Regions from separate parts of the Ovis aries genome. Here region 2 is linked to region 1. A link is a contact called in public Hi-C data. All regions are on one chromosome and are shown on one strand. Each heading gives the region's core, a stretch centred on a gene start, on an enhancer-like site or on the middle of the called end of the contact. The rest is flanking DNA. Distances are from core to core; before and after follow the strand shown. Region 1 overlaps SCAMP1 (secretory carrier membrane protein 1). Region 2 overlaps LHFPL2 (LHFPL tetraspan subfamily member 2).

What was found. A called contact is a pair of places that touch in the nucleus more often than the background predicts.
Region 2: a contact with region 1 is called in a Hi-C map of hypothalamus, with 1.7 times the contacts expected there. The contact joins two enhancer-like sites. A contact is called at or near these places in 3 of 16 Hi-C or Micro-C datasets (hypothalamus, retroperitoneal adipose tissue and skin fibroblasts).

What each region holds. Positions count from the first base shown.
Region 1 is chr7:9,601,226-9,608,219 of ARS-UI_Ramb_v3.0, forward strand. It overlaps SCAMP1 (secretory carrier membrane protein 1), which reads left to right. Exons shown (of 10, transcript XM_060418764.1): 10 at 17-147. The coding sequence ends at 46. It overlaps LHFPL2 (LHFPL tetraspan subfamily member 2), which reads right to left. Exons shown (of 7, transcript XM_060418767.1): 6 at 5,927-6,541. The coding sequence starts at 6,356. Among named protein-coding and RNA genes, the nearest start is that of LHFPL2, 150 kb to the right of the region's middle. Within about 2 kb of position 1,371, at least 24 of the 54 cell types and tissues checked have an H3K27ac peak or open chromatin away from gene starts, as enhancers often do. A contact at or near this core is called in hypothalamus, where this site is marked.
Region 2 is chr7:9,672,415-9,678,531 of ARS-UI_Ramb_v3.0, forward strand. The region is part of intron 3 of LHFPL2 (LHFPL tetraspan subfamily member 2); the gene reads right to left. Among named protein-coding and RNA genes, the nearest start is that of LHFPL2, 77 kb to the right of the region's middle. Within about 2 kb of position 1,392, at least 10 of the 54 cell types and tissues checked have an H3K27ac peak or open chromatin away from gene starts, as enhancers often do. A contact at or near this core is called in hypothalamus, where this site is marked.

The DNA.
Region 1 (6,994 bases), core at 121-2,620:
TTGTTTGCTTTTCTAGGGTTCAGCTTCTGAAGCAATGACTCTCTAATATGGCTTGGGAGCAGAGAAACTCAAGAAATTGTAGACCTGAGTCTAGGGGTCTTTGTATTTAGCAGGCATTAAATAAAAGATCCTTGAATTGAAATTTAATTCTGGCCTGCCTTTTCCTCAAGGTGGATGAATCATTACATGTGGTCCTCTTAAAATGACTCAGATATAGAAGGGTTAGACCCCACTTCCGGTGGAGGCATTCTGACTGGAGAGCCAGCAATTCAGAGCCGCCTCTGACAGCCAGGTCTACTGGGGCCTCGTTCTCAGGAGAAGCAGGGGGTGCCCCCTTGACTTCCCTCCTGCCTTTTCTGTGAAGATGTCTTGAAGTCAGGCAATCAAGGTCACACTACCTTCTCGGAGAAAAGCAGGTGAAAAGTGGCTCTGAGACAGTCAGGGATCTCTTCCCCTCTTCCCCATGCTTCCCAAACCCTTGTTCTTATCTCTCTCCTTGCCAGTGACTGACTTGGTCACTGGGAGTGAACAGGTAGGGCAGGGTATACATCAGAATGGATGCTGCAGTCAGGCTGAGTCATGGTTATCTTCCTGATGCTAAGGTTAGCTTTCACCCTGTGAAAAACCGCAGTGAGAATGCCAAGCCCCAGACAGCAATCACGGCGGATCTCACATGACAACCCCGACCTCCTTACGCGGCCCGGACTACTCCAAAGCCACTCTCCAGTCAGCACGGACAAAACCCTCCGCTTGTCTTCTGAGATTCTTCTTTTACTCCTTTCCCATCTTTTTTCACATTGTCCTCCTTCCCCCTCAATCATGGCTCACCTCCAAGGAAACTGAACCCGCGCAGCAGGCCTGGAGCTCCCACGGCAGGGAGCGGTGCCTGCGTGCATGGTCCCACAGCCATCCAGCCAGCCAGTGGGTGGGCAGCTTGCTGGAGCCATCCTGCTGGGCTGAAATGGGTGCAGGCAGAGGGCTACAGGGACTGCAAAGCGGGAGAGCCAACAAGACACGAAGTGGCACAGAGTCTGTGAAGGGAACCTGAAGCCAGCAGGCAGCCCGGCCAGCAGCTCCCGCGCTAGTCACGCCTTGTGGCCACCCCAGGGGAACAGCCCAGGCCGGGGCCAGCGGGCCCGCTCCTGAGCTCATCGTCGTGGCTCCATCCCAAACCTGAGTCACTGGGGATTCCACAGGCTGCTAAGAGGGCCCTACGTGTATTTCCAAACCCACACTGCTTGATGCGGTCATGGAAAACTTGGATCTTTGCATTCTACGCTTTTGCTGTGGACCACATCCAGGTCACAGCCTAAGGAAGGCAGCTGGCGAAAACGACCCTGCTGGCCGATTCCCCAGCTTTTGTAATGAATCCCAGAGGGCTATGGACTGACGTGTGCTGGTGGCTCTGCCAAGTTCCAGGCGAGCCCTCACCCAGTGAAGACCAGGCAGCCTGTGATTTATCCTGCAAGGGGAGCCTGAGAAGCCTCCTGCAACCAGGACTCAACGGCTAGAAGCTGCCTCCAGAAAGGAAGGATGGGGAGAATGTTCTTGTCAGGGGAAGAGGAGTGAGAGGAGGAAGTTCTGTGTTGTCCTATCAATTCAGCTTTCAGAAACCGGCCTGAGGACACCAGAGGGATGGGAGAGTCACAGGGCTGCTCTGGGCTCTTCAGTTCCCAGAGGCAGCCAACAAAGGGCCAGGGAATGACTTGAGACGATGCGGTCACACTGGGTTTCAACAGAACCAGGCCAATTCTAAAGACACCTCTATTTCTTAGAATGCAGCAACTTTTAAGGAACACAGAAAAACATACTAAAAACCTGCCAAGAAAGCATAAATACTTTTATAATCATCATGTAGCTACCACTTACTATTTACCATGTGCCAAACACTGTGCTTAAAAGCCTCTCTCATATATGATCTGATTTAATCCTCAAAACAACCCTGAGATAGGTTCTACTGCTAAATCCATTTTCCAAGTGAGAAAACTGGTCAACATTTCACAGACACTTCAAGGTGAGGTCAGGGCTGATCCAGGGCCAGGAGAGGCTTGAGTTCCAACTGCTGCAGAGAGAAAACTCTGAACAGCCAGGGCATTTGTGCATGAGCATTTTGGAAGTGTCGGCTGGGTGTCACCCCGAGATGAGGCCGTAAGGGCAAATCCTGCCATCTGGATTAGCTTAATAGTCAATAGCTTTTTTTAAGTAACTCAGATTTTGAGATTTTTCACCGAGGTATATTCTTTTACACCCAAGTTCTAAAATCAAAATACTAAGATTTTGATGACTTATGTTACACTCTGAACAGTGACAGCTCTGCAAGCCTTTGGCCTTTAAGATTAGGCATAGTAAAGGAATATATTGTTGTTGTTCAGTTGCTCAGTCATGCCCGACTCTTTGCGACCCCATGGACTGCAGCACGCTAGGCTTCCCTGTCCTTCAACTATCTCCCGGAGTTTGCTCAAACTCATGTCCATTGAGTCGGTGATGCCATCCAGCCATCTCATCCTCTGCCACCCCCTTTTCCTCCTGCCTTTAATCTTTCCTAGCATCAGGGTCTTTTCCAATGAGTCAGCTCTTCACATCAGGTGGCCAGATTATTGGAGCTTCAGCATCAGTCCTCCCATTGAATATTCAGGGTTGATATTCTTTAGGATTGGCTGGTTTGATCTCCTAATATATGATAGCATATAATTTTTCACCCAGTTACATTTTACAAAATAAAATGTCCTTTTTGCCAAAATGCAAGTTGTAAGAACAAACACAGTCTGAGTATATTTCTAAAGAATCCTTTGGTTGCTCTGGCACCAGCCTCCTGTCTCACCATTGGTTTCAATGTTGAACAGATGCAGGGTTGAGAGAGGGCATGTAGGGAGAGGCGAGACTGATGCTCACAGCTGTAGCAAGTCCTTGGCTGAGGCCGGGGCCTGACCAGATCCCCTTACAGACCGGCCAAGAGGACAGAAAGCCAGTGGGCTGCTTCAGACACTCGGGGGCAACTCTCTGAGCCACAGATTCAAGGGCCACATCTGCCATTGACGTTGGCTTGCACTGTCTGGTGGGGACCTCTTATTAGAGGAGAAAGAGACCACTGGAACTCCCTAACAGATGTGGCCCCCGCCCACCACGAGGGAGCCAGCTGACCAGCAAACGTTCGGTTCATCTTTCCCTTGATTTCTTCTCAGAGGGGTGCTGCTGGGCTGGGTGGTGAAGAGAAACCCCTTTTCTTAGCCTTAGACCAGTGGTCCCTAGAGAGGCAGGACCTAACTGTACAGGAATCTTTGCCTTCAGCCAGTTGTTGGCAATTTCAGGCATTCTGAGATGCCTCATGTGTGCATGGGGAACATGAGTGAAAGAAATGAGGAGCAAGCTTTTAGAGAATCAAGACTCCTGCGAGACAGGTGACCAGTAGACCAGTGTCTTGGGTTGGTACTCCCTTCTCCCCAGCCCTTCTTCCTAGAGGCCTGATACGGAGAGAAAGAGAAACGTCAAGAATAACTCATTGGAGTGTATGAATAATACCTAAAATATGTACTCATCTCTGTGCCAAGATGAACACTCTTGCCATTTATGTGAAATAGCAAACAAGAGCACCAAAGCCTTGGTGGAGTAATCCACATTCTTAGAGACTAAAGTTTACTGGAACAACACCTTATTAAAAACTGCAGGTAAACAGTCTCTGAGACTGAAGGATATCTATAATCTGCAAACTGATTGCAAAAGACTGATTGTGATGGTGCCTCCCAAGATGTCCCACCCTACTATAAATGGCTATCCCTTGGGTGAAAGGCAGTGAGTTTCTCTAGGGATGACAAACCAGAAGTCGTATCTGCATTCCAGCATATTGATAAAACTCATAATAAAGTCATGAAGTCACAGGAGATGAGCAAATACACCACAGTCGTGCAAACTGAGCAGAAACAACAACTCTGGTCAACGAAGGCGCTTCAACAGGATTGATACTTTGTGTAAATTGGCTTCCCTTCATCTACCTGTTTATTTTGACTTTTCAAAAAGCTTTGGTAGCACTTTGGTAACACTCCTCAGCAAAAGTTTTAACACACACACACACACACACACACACACACACGCACACCCCTGAGGCTCTGTGTGCCTCGGGGAATAAAGCAGGGACATTTCTCTGACAAGACAAAGATGATCCAGTATGGAAACTGAGCTTACTGAACATTTTTGGAAGGTGAAACGCCAAGCCAAAGGGGATGAATGTCAGATCTGAGAAGTCAATCAAAAGGAGGACAATGAGTTTCACAGAAGCAAAACTCCAACATCAGATTATATTTTCCAATCTCTTGATCTTTAAGAAGAGGAATGCCAACATCCAGAGAAGTGGGTGCATTTATCTCGAGTGAAAGTGCAAGTCAGTAGCAAAGCTGAAAATCAGAATCCTGGCCTCCCAAATTCCCTGAGTGCCTGTGAGTGCCTGGGTCTCCCATGGTACGGCTGGTCCTGGCAGAGAAAGAGATGGGGGTCCTGAGACCGGTCACGAGTGTATCCCCCACACAAAAGCAGCAGGAGTGTGGCGCAGGTCCTCCATCATTCCTCCGGGCCCTCTCCCCTCTCCCCAACATGCACACATAGGGCTCCTAAGGTCTGGGCAAGGAAAACACCTTATCAGCTGGGTTTGGGGAAAAACAGTTGTTGGACCCGTTTGTTTGGAAGCCTGCCCTGCTGAGCTCAAGAGTTCGCCATAAAGCAGGGGAGAGCTGCTTCCTTCAGGGTCTGCTTCTTCACAGGCCTCGCGCCAGGCCCAGTGCTTATCCGCACCATCTGCAGCCCCGGCTCACAGCTGCAGGATGAGCCCTTCAATGACAGGTGGGGGTGGCCTGCTGTTTCTCCCGTCAGGCTTCAGATTAAGAAATACTTTGGTTGCAGTGTTTAAAAAGTGGATTTTTCTCTTGAGAATCAAAGCAAGAATCTATTCCTCTGCTTCCTGAGGATGTCTTCAAACTCTGGTGTGTGGGGGTGTAGTGTGTCTGCCACCCAGAACAAGTCCCTTGAGTGTGGACAGACCGATAACCTTCTTGGTTCCAGATTCACTTTTTTTTTTTCAGATTCACTTTTTAACCCCGCACGGGACAGTCTGAAAATGCTGGTGGCCATGGGAGTCTCCTGGGTGCTCACAGCCTGCCCTCTGGGATCTCTGCAAGGCGCTCACACTTCTCTTTCCACCCACTTCTAACAAGCTCATTAGTGAGAAACTCCCAGAAAGTGGCAGAGTTAGTGTGTAATTTCTGATCCCAGTGCACAGAACATTCTGTCAGGCTCCAGGAGACAGTCAGTTTAAACCAGAACCGTTATTAAACACAGAGCAGCGGATACTAATTCCCTCCCGGCTGGCGTCCTCCCCGCCCAAAGCTGAAATCATCCCGCGCGGGGATGGGGGAGGTGGGGGCGGGGTGGGTGGCAGCGCCCGGCTCACTGCCTGGGAATGACTGCCCCTCCCTTACAGTGGTCCCGGGACACAGTCCACTGCAGGGGGCTTCCTTCACCGCAATTCCTCCCTGGACGCCCGAGGGCAGAAAGCATGCTTTTAATTTAGTGGGAAAAGCAAAAAGTAGGAGCTCATTTGTTTGCAGAGCTCATTGCCTTATGCGCGCAGACTGGCTGATCGGGAAAGCCAAGCCCCATGGCAGCTTTCTCAAACAAAACCCAGCAACTAGAACCAGGGGATACAGGCTAAGAGGATGAGCAGGGGAGAGCAGAGAACAAACAGCCTTGCCTTTGCTTTAGGGGAGTGATACAGGGCAAAGGGAGCGATGAGGGCAGCGCGTGGCTGCTGCCTAGCCCCGGAGAGAAGACCGCGCTCCTAAAGACGCACGCAGCAAAGGAGTCAGCCGTGGGCATGCCGCCCACACGCAGTGGCACCCTAGGGCCACTCCCAGGGCCCCTCCCCTCCGCGCACGCTTACCTGCGATTCCTTGCAGCAGCCCACAGACGTTGAAGATGCTTTTCTTCATGATGCTCTGCACACACATGGTGAAGACAGACACCAGGGCCACAGTGCACAGAATGAAGATGCCCACGGCTAAGAAAATAGCGGTGGCCTGCCAGAAGCCGCTGGCGATCTCGCCGAAGCTCTCAGCGTAGGGCCCGCACAGCGTCTCGCGCGGGAGGTGCTGCACGCCGGGGTTCCGGATGCAGCGGGCGTAGATGCCCAGCGTGGGGTGGTAGGGCTCCGGGGTGCCCGCGCCCTGCTCGCCCGGCTCGGCGCCGCTGCGGGGCTTGGCTTTCCCGATCAGCCAGTCTGCGCTCATGAAGGCGATGAGCTCGGCGAACGCCACCACAATACTCAGGAGGGTCCAGAGCATCGAGCGACAGGTGACAATGACATGACACATATTGATGCTCAAGGCGGAGGGAGGCGGGCGTCCCAGGGGTGAGCAAGCGCAGCGAGCCGCGCCGCGGCAGCGGGGAGGGCGCGGGAAGGCGGCTCAGGCGGGGGCTCCCTCGTCCCGGCGTCCTCGGGCAGCGCGCTCCGGGGCTGTCATGCTGCCATGTCGCGGCTCGGCGGCCGCAGCCTCACCTGCGGAGAGACAGAGGAGGGCGGTGAGCCGCGCCAGCCCCGCCCTGCCCCCCGGCCGCCCGCCCCCTGGCGGCTCGGGACCCCAGGGGCGCCGCGCCCGCCAACACGCTGCCCCGGCCCCGCGAGCTGGCCGGTCTGTTTCCAGGGCGCTCCCAGAAGCGTCTGCGGTGCCCCTTATCTCTAGGCTGCACTGCTCACCCACCCGCGCCAGGCTCCGGCCGGGGTTGTGTGCTCTTGGGACGCCGCTCCTGCTCCGTCTCATCTTACTAGAAAAAGTCCAGCTGCACAGGCTGCATTCGGACGGATCAAAATGGGCTGCTAGGGAGCTGTGTCCACGGACGAGCCGCGATTTAGAAGTTTACAGGACTTGGTACTAGATGAGCCGAATTTGCCAAATTTGTATGAAAAGCTTGTACTTATTAGCAGCTTTTGCAACTCCCGATTTTACTGTCT
Region 2 (6,117 bases), core at 142-2,641, 71 kb after region 1:
CTGAATTAGGACACTTTCCCATCAAAGATAACATTTAAAAGTCTCTTTTGTAGAGATTTTTACACAAGCAAAGCTCTGGGCAGTTAAGACAGAACTCTGGAGGCCCTAACAGCCACAGAGAAAGCAGAGTTGAGCCTGCGTGCTCAGTCGCATCGGACGCTTTATGACACCCTGGAAGGTAGCCCACCAGGCTCCTCTGTCCAAGGGGATTCTCTGGGCAGGAACTCTAGACTGGGTTGCCAGGCCCTCCTCGAGGCAATCTTCCCCACCCAGAGGTCGAACCCGAGACTCTTACGTCTCCTGCATTGGTAGGAAGGTTTTTACTACTAGCGCCCCTAAAACCATCCCAATCCCCACTTAAAGTTTTCCAAACTTACACCGCAAAGAAAAAAACACCTCCAGTAATGTATCAGTTCAGTTCAGTCACTCAGTCGCGTCCGACTCTTTGCAAACCCAGGGACTGCAGCCCGCCAGGCCTCCCTGTCCATCACCAACTCCCAGAGCTTACTCAGACTCATGCTCATCGAGTTAGTGATGCCATCCCACCATCTCATCCTCTGTTGCCCCCTTCTCCTCCCGCCTTCAATCATTCCCAGCATCAGGGCTTTTTCGGTAATACATAAATCTGGCCTGAGGTCCAGAGAAGTAAGGTATTTGGGAGTAAGCTTTCAATATCATGATAAGGCTTTTCTGACAACCAAGTCACATTTTGTGAAATTACCAAAGTGATAAGAAAGATAAACAATGCCAATTCTGTTACTAGATTTGCTTGGTAAACAAGATGTTACAGTTTATTTTTATTTTTTGATGCTATAAAAAAAACACAGTAGACTAAAAAATGTTATATCACAGAGCCCTCAAAAGTTCATAAAATATTTAATGTGTTAGACATTAGCTGTCAGGCACTGCTCTATTGTACTTCATGGAAATTAACTCATTTATTTCTCACAAAAACTCTAAAGTAGATACTAACCAATGCTCTTTTAAAAGATGAAGCAGACAAAGAGAAGTTTAAAGAATTTTCCAAGAGTTACATGGCGTATAGAAGTGAATATTTGAATCCACATACATTATTATATCTAACAGCAATATAATATAGGCAGTGCAGAAAATTTTAGTCCCACTTTAAACCTGAGGGAAACTAATTCTGCAGAGTAATGACTGACTTCCTCAAAGTCACACTGCTCATCAGTAAGTCCACTTGCAGATTAATAGTCCACTGAGCTATTTCAATTATTCCTAGCCCAAAAAATGCAGGTATTATTCTTCTAGCAATAATTCCAAAGAAAGAAAAAATTAAACCACTATATTTTTGCACATGAAGGAGTTAAAAGCTCTTGTTTCCCATTCATCCCCATTTGGTCCCCTGCCCTTTGGTTCCACTTCCGGAGATCAGGAGGAGAAACAATAGCTGCCTTCAGAGCTGGAGCCAGCACCCACGTGACAGGCCCCAGCTCTTATTTATTGAATTGAATTGCCAAAAACAGGAAGCTGAGTTTAAGACCCCTTCTCAGTTATACATTTCTACAACTGGACATGTGCACTGATTTGAACTGTTTCGTGTTACTCTGTAAAACTAGAATCAAGAAGTGTAAATTATCTTGGAAGTTAGGAGGCTGGGTTTCAGCTTAACTGAAGAAACAATGTCATCAGAAACAGCTGTCCCAGAGAGGTCCAGGCTGTCCCTGGGTGGGTGAAGAGGCAGCTGCTTGTGAGCACAGATACCCATAGAAGGGAAAGCCTCAGTAACTGTCCTTGGCAGAAAGAGGCATTTTAGGGACCCTGCGGGAGTTCACAAAACCCATCCTTGGCGAGAACGGGGCTCCCACAGCAGAGCACTGCGTAAGTTACAGGACACTTTGCAATTCATTTGCTCACTTGATCCACAGTAGGAGTAGAGGTCGCTGGAGTTGGGGTGGGAGCAGACCTTATTTATCATCCCCACTTTACAGAGTAGGAATCTGAACAACTTAAGTTGAACCACACAGTAAACGCTAGAATCTGGGCTCCAACCTAGGACCTGTGACTGCCAAGTCCAGTGTCTTTCCAACCAAGAAGCATTGCAACAACCGAGACACGATGCTTTTCAACCCTCATACTTAATTTATCAAGGACAGGGGCGATGATGGCCCCAAAGATGTGAAGCCTGGAGGGGAATCCTAAAGCAGATTAACTGACAGCAAAATATGCTAAAGCGAAGCCGCTCAGTCGTGTCCGACTCTTTGCGACCCCATGGACCGTAGCCTATCAGGCTCCTCCGTCCATGGGATTTTCCAGGCAAGAGTGCTGGAGTGGATTGCCATTTCCTTCTCCAGGGGATCTTCCCGACCCAGGAATCGAACCCAGTCTCCCGCATTGCAGGCAGACACTTTACCGTCTAAACAACCGATTTCACAAAGCACCCCTCCTAGCTCACTAAAGAAGTTCTCTGTATTTTTGGTAGACACACTTCTCTGAGGCTCTGCTTCCATGTGTCAGCTAAAGGAATTGTCTAAATCCTACTTTACTGTGCTATGATGATATAATACATGCTTGGGGAATTCGGTTCACATTTTAGGGAAAGTTGCTGGCAGCATAGTAAACACAAAGAGCAGTGTCCAGTTTCTGTGTTCAAAGTATAAACTGTCACTCAAAGACTAGGCTGATAGTTTTTTTTTAAAAAAAGTCAATGAAATGCACTGACTATTCTGACAACAGGTCTGAGATAACCTCACACTTGGGTCTGACAACAGGAATTTAACAGAAATGGGTCAGCCGTTGAAGGACTGCTGAACTTACAAGGTTTTCCAAGAAAGATGTAAGAGTGTCAAATTTCATAACCTGTCTACCAAGTAGAGAGGGTGGCAGATTGCCAAAGGCTGGACTGTGTTAAATCATGTGAAATGCTGGGAACCTGAACCTCTACAATGCCTGCCCCATCACTCAGCCACACAGGGAATGACTGAAGTTCAAGTTTTCAAAGACCTCACAGACTGTAAGCCAAATGTTCATCACAGAAGCTTCCTTTTACTCTTAAGGAAGGAGAAATGACTCAATTCAAATGTCCTGACATCAACATGAAGCTCTTAAAGGGTAAGGTTTAAAATATCTGGGTAGCACAAAATAGCCTACCAAGGAGCCGGCAACCAGTGAGACTCAATTAGACTGCCTCTGAACACGACAGGTTTGCGCACCAAGCCTGCTATTACTACGCACGCAGAGCCAGGCTATGCCCATTCACGTGACTGTCGGTCATTCCCCAACATTCAGTTATAAATCTACCATACCTTGTGAATAAAATTAACTCTAGCTTATTGGGATTTTATCTCCTACACTGAGCATAGCACAAGGCAGGGGGCACATTTCAGGAATGTTTACTGTGTAAACCAATGGATGATTGCATTAGGAAAATGTCCCAAAGATCATCAGAAAAAGGATACGGGGAAGACAGAACACTGGGTTTATAGGATGGAGAAGGTGATCAGGCAGAGGGGACAGCAGGATTCCAGAAGGTGGAGAAAGCCCCAGAGGCACCAGAGGACACAGAGGGCATGGAAGAACAGGGGGTGATGGTCACACTGGCCTCGCAGGGCGGTCCTCGGTGGGCACATTCTCAACACACCAGCTGTCTGCATCGCAGCACTGTTTACAACAGCTAGGACACAGAAGCAACCTAGAGGGCCATCGACAGATGAATGGATAAAGAAGTTGCGGTACCTGTACACAATGGAGTATTACTCAGCCATTAAAAGGAATTCATTCGACTCAGTTCTAATGAGGTGGATGAACCTAGAGTCTATTATACACAGTGAAGTAAGAAAGAGAAAGACAAATATCATATATTAATGCATATATGTGGAGATATATATATATATATACATATATATATATATATACATACATATATATCTTTGCAGGGCAGCAATGGAGACTCAGATATAGAATACAGACTTGTGGACACAGGAAGGGAAGGAGAGGGTGGGATGAACTGAGAGGGTGGCACGGAAACATATACATTACCATACGTAAAATTAGACAGCCAGTGGAAATTTGCTGTGTGACGCAGGGAGCTCAATCAGGTGCTCTGTGAAAACCCAGAGGGGTGGGATGGGGTGGGAGATGGGAGGGAGTTTCAAGAGGGAGGGGTCAGACAAACGCCTACGGCCGATCTGTGTTAATGTATGGTAGAAACCAACACAGATATTCTAAAGCAATTATCCTCCAATTAAAAGCAGAAAAAAAAAAATCAGTGTCTGGACCAACCTCCATGAATGTCTTCTGTCCTGGAATATCCTTAGAATACAGGTGGTGGAGGAGGGTGTGCATAATTAAAGAGCCCCTTAATTCTGAAAAACTCTCCTCTGAGTGACAACTACTCTTAATATTCTTGTTTAATTTTTAAACTTGCATATAGGCATATGATCATTTTGCAAGAGAAAAGCAGCTGTGAATATAGTCAGGCATTGGCAATGAGCAAACCTCATCAAATACCCCCAACAACCACTTGCTCAAGAACAGATCATTTCAGACTGACAGATCCAGGTCATCACAGGTGGGCAGGTGAGCACAGCACGCCCAGGGCACATGCCAGGCCAAAAGGCAGCCCATGACGAACTTGGACTATCAGTGCTGACAAGCCCTTTCTGTTTGACATTTCTTAGCAGCCTGCGTTCCAAATCTGGGCATAAGCCTTAAGTAATAACAGACTAGTGTTCTGAAAAACAGACGCCAAGATTTAAACTCAAAATAAAGAAAGTCTACTCATTCAAAAGCTTTCCAAAGAGGGTAATATGGACTCACACAGGCCAAGGCATGTGTACAGCAAGTAAAGACACTGCTCCAAGGCTGGCCTTCAATGATAAACCCTGTGAAGTCCAGGAATGAGCCTGTTTGACCCGAGGAATGCTTCTCGAAAATCCTCACGTGGCATCGCCATCACAGAAGTGAAGGTCATTGAGGGGTAGGGCTGATACACCATCAGAACAGGCCAGCTCACCATTCTGGAAATGCCTTTCCTTTAAAGGATTTGTGATTACCCAAAAACACAGGAAAGAAATCAGAGAAAAGGAGACTGTCTCTAAGCAAAACAGCTCTACTGATAGGATAGTTTGCTTTTGAAAACCCAGCTTAAATACTTACCCTTTTCATTATCTTACACGTGCACGGAAGCATTTACCTGTCCATTATTTTATCCACTCTCCACCCAGAAATTACTGGGCACCTGGGGAGGCATCTGCCAGGCACTGAAGGGACCAAAACGAGGCTGTATTTGCTACTTTCCAGGAAAGGACTTCCTCTCATGTGCTGCTAGTAACCGTCTGCCTAGATGCCCTGGCACTGTGCCCCCAAGACCCTGCAGGAAGGGCTGGTGCGCCCCCAAGACCCTGAATGCAGGAAGGGCTGGGAACTGTGGCTTACACCACAATGTACGTGGGTCACTGCTGGCATTAGTACCTGAAGCTTCCGCCTTCAGAATCAAAGGCTTTGAGCTTTGCTAAACCTTGGACCTTAGTGAGCAGGTAACGGGATTTTGGTGGTGCAGAGACAATGAAAAGGATCTTCATTTACCCCACAGACAGGGACACCAGGGCAGGAGTGAGGACCCCCTCTGAATGAAGGCTGGAGGACAAAGTCACTTCAAACATTAACTGAATGAAAACTGTACAACACAGCTTTCATCAGTTTCAGGGACAAACATTTCGAGAAATCTGTAAAAATCCATATCACAACAAAGCAAAGGGGACATGAACCTTTGATAAAATATTCTTTAGGAAGCTTATGATGGCACTAAATCTCACACAGCAACATACAGTATAACATCAATAAAAGTCAATCCTAACACTGATCAGCCCTGGGTATTCTTTGGAAGGAATGATGCTAAAGCTGAAACTCCAGTACTTTGGCCACCTCATGCGAAGAGTTGACTCATTGGAAAAGACTCTGATGCTGGGAGGGATTGGGGGCAGGAGGAGAAGGGGACGACAGAGGATGAGATGGCTGGATGGCATCACTGACTCGATGGACGTGAGTCTGAGTGAACTCCGGGAGTTGGTGATGGACAGGGAGGCCTGGCGTGCTGCAATTCATGGGGTCGCAAAGAGTCGGACACGACTGAGCGACTGAACTGAACACTCCTCG